Linked DNA regions of Mus musculus: region 1 is linked to region 2. The links are chromatin contacts, called in public Micro-C maps. All regions are on one chromosome and are shown on one strand. The core of a region is the stretch at or near the end of the contact, and the rest is flanking DNA. Distances in the headings are between cores, read along the strand shown. Region 1 holds the start of Col19a1 (collagen, type XIX, alpha 1). Region 2 overlaps Col19a1 (collagen, type XIX, alpha 1).

Region 1 (4,104 bases), core at 475-2,974, 76 kb after region 2:
CCTTACTTAGTTTTCTTAACACTTAGGGAAATCATTCTGGTCAAACCCTCCAGAGAATGAGTTTCCTATTCCTAGCGGCTACCTCTTTCCACCCTGAAGAATTATCCCTATCAGAAAATCCCATCCATTCATCTCAGGCCTGAGAACTTACAATTTGCACCATGAAAACACGGCGATATCCCGGTACCTCCTTTGCAGGCGCCTGGTGAAGAGCTTTCTACTTAGAAAGAGCCCAACGGGCTTTGCTCACCTACTCAGGAGAACCTAAAGGCCACCCTTCTCGGCCAGGCTTCTTCCTCCCTTAAAGAACAACTGTAGTCCTTGATTTGTACAGGAGTGTTGCTTTCCTTAGCTCTGATTAGTGGGAGTGGGGGTGGGCAGATGTATATTCTTCTAAAGCGCCTCTAGTACTCTCTCATCCCTTTTGCTCCTCAGACCTCCTCTCCAAGGAGAGGTTGGAAGTAAGTAGTCTGAATTGGTGATGGGGTGGGTGGAGGCTGCACAATTTATTTCTGTTACCCTTCCATCTCCCAGCTCACTCACTCTAGATCTCACATCACCCACTGTCGCAATTCCTGGATGGTTCTATTAAAAGTATATATTTTCAGCATCTGGGTCCCATTCTCTCCATTGCCGAGTCCATTGTCCTCCGAGACCCACCATGCGTTCCCCTCTGTCCCCCATGGCACGGGGCCCACGTGGGTAACCTGCCCACCCACTCAACTAGTTCCAGAGCCCTCCACGACCTAGCTGGGGTAAGGTTAAGCTTCATCTCCCGCCTGCTTCAAAGGAGCTGGCTTGTGCAGTGGCGCGCTTGGTTCCGGGCCAACAAACTTCTCCAGGACCATGCGCGCCGCCTCCCTCCTCCAGGCGGCGGTGGCTGCGGCGCCGGCCGGATTCCCGCAGAGCCGAGGGCCGCGGGCGGAGGCGAGGCGCCGGCCCTTTGCGCCGGGACCCTGACGTCCCCGCGGCGGCCGCGGCTGCGAGGACAGCGGGGACAGCGGCTGCGCTCCGGCTGGACGCGCTGCGCACTCTGCGTGTTGAAGGAGACACAGGGCCAGGTACTCCGGGACCAGACCCGGATCCTCCTCCGCGACAGCCTAAGCCGGGCTTGGGACCCCCGCGCGGGTCGAAGTGGGTAACTCCACCGGGTACACGAGCGTCCGAGCTTTGCGTCCTGGCTTTCACCTCTCCCGGTTACAGCATCCAACCCTAGAGACCACAGCCCCACAGCATTCGTAGCTTGCTCTGTTCGTTTACCCCTTCTTCCATAGCTCGCGTGCCTTCCATCCGCATCAGCATCGCATACACTTCTGCTTCCCAAACCCAACCAGAAAATCCACCGAGAACTAAAGTGGAACGCGCGAGCCCGCGTGACCTGGACGCACAAACACGAGCCACATTATAGGCAGCGTGTCAAAGTGGCCTGATCTGGCCAAATGCACTCGGTCCCCTCGTCTCCGCGTGGGAATGCAGGTGGGCAGATTTTCCCCTCGAAATATGTGCACTTGTGCAGTACGGTTGTGACATTTTCTTTAAAAGCAGATGCAGGCAAATGACCAGAAATACAGCATATGGCAGAGACCGGGCTTGTGAAGGCAACATCAAGCAAAATGTGGCAGAGCTGCGCAGCTTACCTTGGGTTGGTGTCAGAGCCCCTGGGAGGCGCGGTGGAGTCCGGACAGGGCTGCCGCACCGCCGCGGAGTGGCCCGCTCCAGCTCCCAGCGAGTGGAAGCGGGACGCATCTCTGCCCTTATTCGTCCCTTCAGTGTGACCCTCCCACTCGGTGAGCACGGAGGACTCAGCAAGACAGTCCTCAGCCAACTCATGCCCAGGTTTTCCTTGATCACACAGAGCTGGGTACTAAGTCTTTCAGGTTTCTGTTTTAATAGCAATTTCATAGCGGCAATGACAGTTGGGGGCAGACGCTTTCTCACTTCTGACTATGAAGTGTCCTCAAAGTACGGTGCGGTGCAGTGCGTGGTATACATTCACAGGTAGATAATTGGCTTTTTAACAGTCGAGCTAAAAATAAAAAAGGGTATCGTGTATGTTTTATTTTGCACTTCTATTTCTTGAGTTTATCTAAAGTTAATCAAGTCAGCTTGCATTCTAATCATCGTTCTCTATGTAGGTTTGTGTCTACATCCATAAAGGTATGTTGTGACTGTTAAATATATTATGCTTCAATAGTCTGGTGTTATAAATATCTGTCTTGTAAGTCTTCGAGATCTCTTTCAATATGTGGAGGGGGTGGGTATAGCAGTACATATACACCTACAGTAAGTATATACATACATATATATAGTATTATGTGTCTATATTCAGATTTATATTCATTCATAGTAAACATACACATATATTTATATACATATAGTGTGTGATTTTTTTAAAAACACTAGAATTTGTAAGATTAACCCACAGGTTAAACAATGCTTAACTTCTTTTAGTTGTGTGTTGCCGCAGTTGGAGAGAAAATATGTATTATTAATCCATAAGAATGGAAATCATTACCTTAGAGTGTTACCTCAAAGACATAAGTCTCACTTAGTGAGATTCCCAGTCCAAAGACGACAAGACCACAGTGGCAAAGATTTTAAAATGCTCAGAACAAATTTTTAAATAGCTCATTTTCACCTCTTTGGAGGAAGACCATTACAGCATCAACCAGTGGGTTTGTAACCTGCCTATTCCCAAAGAAAACAGAACACTGAAGTGTGAGAATTCACAAACTGCCATGAACCACGTTTCTGTCAGAATTTCAAGCCATACAATGTGTCTCCCTCCTCATGTGCTTTCCTTCACGAATTTTTGGTTGACTGTGGAAAGAGGCCAAAGGAAAAGGCATCACGTGAGTCCAGCGGCTCAGTTGCCCATTTAAAGACAGGATTCCTAAGCCTTCCCTAGGCATCTGGTGAACCTTTCCATTTGCTCAAGTATCCTAATTGAATTTGTTTCCTCGTTTGTCAGTTATATTTTTATATATGCATTTTATGCCCAGGATTTATTGTCCAGACTATTCAATTTAGCTATTTGCATCAGATTAATACTCTTTAAAAATAAACTTTGAAACTGTAGGTCAAGCCGATGAATTTTACTCCACTGTTTCAATAATTTCTCAACCTTTAAATTGCTCATGAAGTAGCTAAGCACATTTTTGTTTCTTTGTCACAATTCTCCTTTGCTACTTATAACACTGAAGAGACAAATTTTTGGATACCTTGAGAAAGGAATGAATCAGGTTTAAAACTGTTATCAGCTATGCTCTGTGTTCTAAACACGCCTGTGAAGACAGCCCCCTTCCTTCCTTCCTTCCTTCCTTCCTTTCTCCTTTCCTTCCTTCCATCTATCCATCCATCTGTCCTTCTTTTTTCCTTTCCTTTCTTCCTTTTTTTCCAGAAACGATTTGAACCTAGACTGCTTTTATGATCCCAACCTATTATGCCCATAGGTTTGAGGTTTTATCAAATACTTTTTGTTGAATTTTAAAGTGACTTCAGGTAGCAAGACCATGAAACCACGCACCTTTTATTTATCTACATCAAATACAACTATAAATGATCCCCTGGATTCTGAAGCTACTTCTGAGGGGAAAGTAGTTGAGAGTTACTGTGTCTCTTTTAAACTTCGCTTCCCACTCTCTTCAGTTTCTGCTCTTTTCTGGGCTCTCAGCTTTGCTGCTTCTTTTACTTTTGTCCTTCATAGTTCTCCCCACGCCCCCACCCCCGCTTTTTTTCCCCAAGAAGAAAGAATTTCAGCATTGCCCCCAGCTAATTTCTTAGTTACCAAACCATAAGAGTGTTCATTCTTTATTGAGTTTTCAGGGCACAGCCATACATGACTCTCATGCATGCCCCGTGGAAATGGCTCAATGCATCCACAGTGTTGAAAAGACCTTACTGTTGACTGTAATTACCAAACCTGACTTGCCATTGCTCAAATGCACTTTCATTATATCTTTTCTGGGCCAGTATTACAGTGTGCTGTCCTTATTCGTATTAGTCCTAAATTAGTTCAAAGCCGGCTAGGGAAATCTACTAATTTTAAGGTCTGTTTTGCCACTGTTTCTGAAAAGTTCTCATCCCACAGAAATTGATATTCTA
Region 2 (4,508 bases), core at 1,415-3,914:
TTTTCTATTTAAGTTTGTTGAGAGAAGATATTATGTAGACCAGGCTGTCCTTGAACTCATGATATAGCTCACAACGGCCTTTCATGAACTCCAGATCTTCCTACCTCCATTACGATTATTTGCTGGGATAATAAATAAACATATGCCAGCATACGTAGCTAAAGGGGAAAAGTTTCAGATCTCAGATTTTTTTTTCAATGCCTCCATAAAGTGGCATGTGATTTAATTAAAATCTACATTAATTAAGACTGTGAGCTCTTATTAGCATACAAATACAATCACATTAAAATATATGTGTGTTTTGAAACATAAGTAAATAATCTTTTTTGCTTCACTTTGCCTCAAAACATTAACAGAAAACAATAGATTAGTTCATAGGTGCATGGGACTACCTTTCTTTTAATAGTGTTTCCCCTAAAGTATAGAATTTAACTCCATCTGGTAATTCAAGCTGACATTGAAGCTGTTAAATGTCCCTAGTGCCTCAGCCACATTGTCAGAATGAGATGTGGCCACCACAAACAGCTGCTGGAAAGTCCAAAACTATTTCCCAGCAGATAAATCCGCACATCCCTTGGCTTGCACCTCAGCTCGAAGATACAGAACATGCTGTCCCACTGGGCTTGGTCTAGAACTGCTATGACAACACTCAGAGCATGCCATTTCATGCCTCCCAATCTAACCTCATTCTCTCTAAGGGGCCATGTAAGGAAACATTCCTAAAAGCTGCTGTAACTATACATAGAAGTGTATCTTTTCAAATGACATTGCCAACTACATATAAGAAAACCTACCTCTGTAGTGCTTTCAGACATTTTGCCTTTAAAACCGGTTAACACGTCACTGGAACGTAATGTCATGTTTGGCATTGAGGGGACATCTGAAATTTCACCAATGATGCTCTCCCTCAAGGTGAGATTGTCTGAGTTGTATCATGACAGGTGGCCCCACCTAAAGTTACTCCACTTCCCTCTTGGAATCTGGAGTGTATTAGTTTCTGTGCATTCAATATGCTTGGCACAAACAGTCAAGTTTGCTTCCAGAGAAAGCAATCCCTGAATAGATAGTAAAGAATAGAGAGGAAATGAATTTTGGTGATGAGAAAGATCTCAGGCACTGAGAGACTCACCCTGGATGGTGTTAAAGTTCTCATTCATGATGAATATGAATGTGACATTCTGCAGGTTTGTTTTTCCCATGTAGGCGGTTGACTCATGGCCTCCTACTGGCTAAGCAAGAACTGTTCACCGAACTGTTTCCAGCCTTCCTTTTGCTTTTCATTTTGAGATGTGATCTTATCAAGTTGTCCAAGCTGGCCTTAGGCTCACACTATAGGCTGGCAGGCTGTGAACTTGTAATATTATTGTGTCTGTCTCCTGTGTAGCTAGGATGATTGGTCTGCACTACCCAGGCCAAAGCAAAGAAAGTTTTGTTTTGAAGAGCTTATTTGTGTATATAGCATCCTTGTAATGCCAGAAAGTTTAGGTCATTATAAATACTTTTGCTTAATCCAATCTGAGAAACGCAACCTGTGCAAATAGGAAACAGCTGCAGAAAAATTCTTTTCCAGTTTTCACTCTGACTGATAACAGTCAAAGTGTTTCTGGTGCCCCTCTAAGTCGCCCATGGTTCTTAGAAAGCATAACTACTGATTCTTGGGGAAGCATGCCACTAATACTGTAATGAATGTTTCCTTGAAGGGTCTCCAAGAAGGAAAGACTTCTATGAATCCTCCTTGGAAATCTGGGTTATTAGCTTACTTTGAAAGAAACATTTACAAAAACTCATTACCTTTTGACCAGGTAATCCTGGAGTACCATCTAAGCCATGTTCACCCTAAAAAGAGTAACCAAAATGAATGTCATTAGTCACAAATGATACTGTAAAAGACCCTCAAAAAGGGGCACCCTCTAGTATGAGGAAAGGTAGCATTCTCCTGGATATCTCTTGTGCATCTGGGCTTCCAATTTCTGTCATGTCACATGTACAGGGCAATCACCTCAAATTTTAAGGTAAAGGAATGGGGGAGTGTATGGAGGCTCTGGGATGTTAAGGATCAGTCTTATTGTTATCCAACTTGTAGTATAACCTGACATTTCAAGTAAGTGCTCAATGGTTTTACATCCTGTGTTCCAAATGCTATTTAATAATCTAACCTTTTCTTCCTTTTTTCCTTCCTCTCTTCCTCCCTTCCTTGTTCCCCTTTCCCTCCTTCCTTCCTTTTCCTTCCTTCAATATTTTCTTTCTTCTTTCCTTCCTTCTCTTTTCCTTGTGTACAAGAGTAAATGCTTTTATTGGGTAGGATTTGCTAACAAATTCATCGAGAGTTACCATTCTCATAATCATCTTCTATAGACTGTTACACAGTGATGGGGGTGTAGCCCTTCAGTTGTGGCTTCCCTACATGGTCCCTGGTAACCAATTTAATTGTGGTTTATAGGTATCTTCTTACCTAATCTGAGATATATACGTACATCTTGATATTCTTGTCACAATGTGAAAATACTTACTTCGTTATCCATATCTGTTGATTACTGGGATCTGAATTCTAAAGGCATACCAAGGCAATTCTGCATGAAACAGTTCCCTCTCCACTTGTCTGGCTCCTGTCATGGGCGTAAATGTTTTTAGCAGATGCCTATCAGGTTCCATTACTGGAATTCTTGGTCATCGCTCTGACAAGTCTGCTTTGTGAATAGTACACCACCCAGAAAGAGAAACTTCAGGGAGGGTGGATACATTCTCCGTGGACCCTCAGGCGTTTACTTGAGTCTAGGAATTTACTCTGGCTCCTGAGTGTCGAGATTCAGGCAGCTTAAAATATGATCTGCTCTATTTTTGTAAAATATTTAGAAAATTCACTTAGAAAATAACAGTTCTTAAGGATTATCTAGAACACAGATATCATTTCTAACAATTATTTAAAGGAAGTTTAAGTATATGAAGAGAAACACCACATCTTCACATTTTAAGACAACAATGAGATACTCTGCCTCAATAATGAGGTCTTAATTTTATTACTAATACATTTTTGGAAAGCTTTACTGTTTCTTTTTTTTCTTTTTCACCAGAAGTGTATTGACAGATACATGCACACACTTTCTTTTAAGAGTTAAGGGTTTTCTTTGTTGATTTAACTATCAAAGTACTCTATAGTATAACTGCTGTTATCATAGTACAGGCAAAATTTGGTTGAGATATGTAATTAGATGTGGAAGCATCGAAAATAGCATAATTATCAGTGTACTAAGCATTTCCTCTCTTGAAAGTTAGTATGGTTCTTGACCTGATGCACCGGCAAGACTAGTAGAAAGCTGCAGTGACATTTGATAAAGAGATAAGGAAATCGCATTTAGTATCTGATGCCAAAGAACATTCTATGGTAACGGAGCCTCTAACATTACTCATCACTGAAGTATGCCCACTTGTCCCTAAGAAGCAGATTATTTCCCTCAGTTGATCCAATATAATATTTTATATCATATTGCAAGTTACTCAGGATCACCAGATACCACATATAATCCTCCAAAGCACAATGACACGGTATTCACACTGCCAGCAACCCGTTTCGTAGAAAAAGGAGTGCTGATAGCTTAGCTAGCTGCAAGCTTTTACATACCATGTGCCTGGAGTGCTGGCACCCATGTGTCTTTAGCTGACATTCTGTGATTCCTGTAGTTAAAAGTACTAGGTTTCCGCTACGGCAAATGTTAACTGATCTTGCCTCTTTCCCTACTTAGAGGCTTATAATCACTTCTAATTGCCGTTAGTCCACCAGAGGAGAGTGAGCATACTGGATCCTACCAAGGATCAAAAAGGAGGGAGGTGTATGAATTACCATGAAAACTTCAAGAGGACATAGTCCAAACATGCTGATGCCAAGTGTTGGCTCTATAAAAATTTAATCTAAAACATTATGTCGGTAATACCAGTCACTTTAGCGCTCATTCTGAAATATAGGAGCAAAGCCCAGAGAACGGCTGGCAGCCAGGGTAAACCTAGTTCTGCCCACAAAATCAGTACTCCCCAATGCTATTGAAAGGGAACTGATCTGTTTTATGTTTTATGTATTTAGTGCATGTGTGTGTGCACGTGTGTGCGTGTGCACATGTGTGCGTGTGAGTTCCTGCTTCCTTTCCCCCCAATTCTAGTCCTAAAGAAAACATAAGATGCTTCTCTTCTATCTTCCAAGCAACATTTTAGTTCATAATTGGAAAAAAATACAATCAGTAGTTCCAAACAAATCAGACCTTTCAAAACTTATTTCTGGGGACATTCTTTCAATTACAAGCCTTTTAATTCCTGGAACATACATGGTGGAAGGAGAGAACTGACTCCCGAAAGTTGTCCAGTGACCTCCCCATGAGCACTGCTCACATACTCACTCCCCAAATTAAATAATACAGAAACTGCATTTATAGTCTCATATTCACCATTGCCACCAAAGCTTACTATTATAAGCTTCTAATTAATTTTTCTGTCTGATTCATATTGTGAAGCACAAATTT

What was found. Hi-C and Micro-C count contacts between places; a contact is called where the count stands out from the background.
Region 1: a Micro-C map of muscle stem cells shows a contact between it and region 2, with 3 times the contacts expected there. The contact joins the promoter of Col19a1 here to the enhancer-like site in region 2. A contact is called at or near these places in 6 of 484 Hi-C or Micro-C datasets (cerebellar granule neurons, cerebral cortex, muscle stem cells and 2 more) and 2 of 9 other capture datasets (adipose tissue and liver).

The regions. Positions count from the first base shown.
Region 1 is chr1:24,585,713-24,589,816 of GRCm38.p6, forward strand. Col19a1 (collagen, type XIX, alpha 1) reads right to left here and starts at 1,725. Exons shown (of 51, transcript NM_007733.2): 1 at 1,638-1,725.
Region 2 is chr1:24,509,052-24,513,559 of GRCm38.p6, forward strand. It overlaps Col19a1 (collagen, type XIX, alpha 1), which reads right to left. Exons shown (of 51, transcript NM_007733.2): 10 at 1,792-1,836. Among named protein-coding and RNA genes, the nearest start is that of Gm26418, 38 kb to the right of the region's middle. Within about 2 kb of position 2,665, at least 4 of the 459 cell types and tissues checked have an H3K27ac peak or open chromatin away from gene starts, as enhancers often do. A contact at or near this core is called in muscle stem cells, where this site is marked.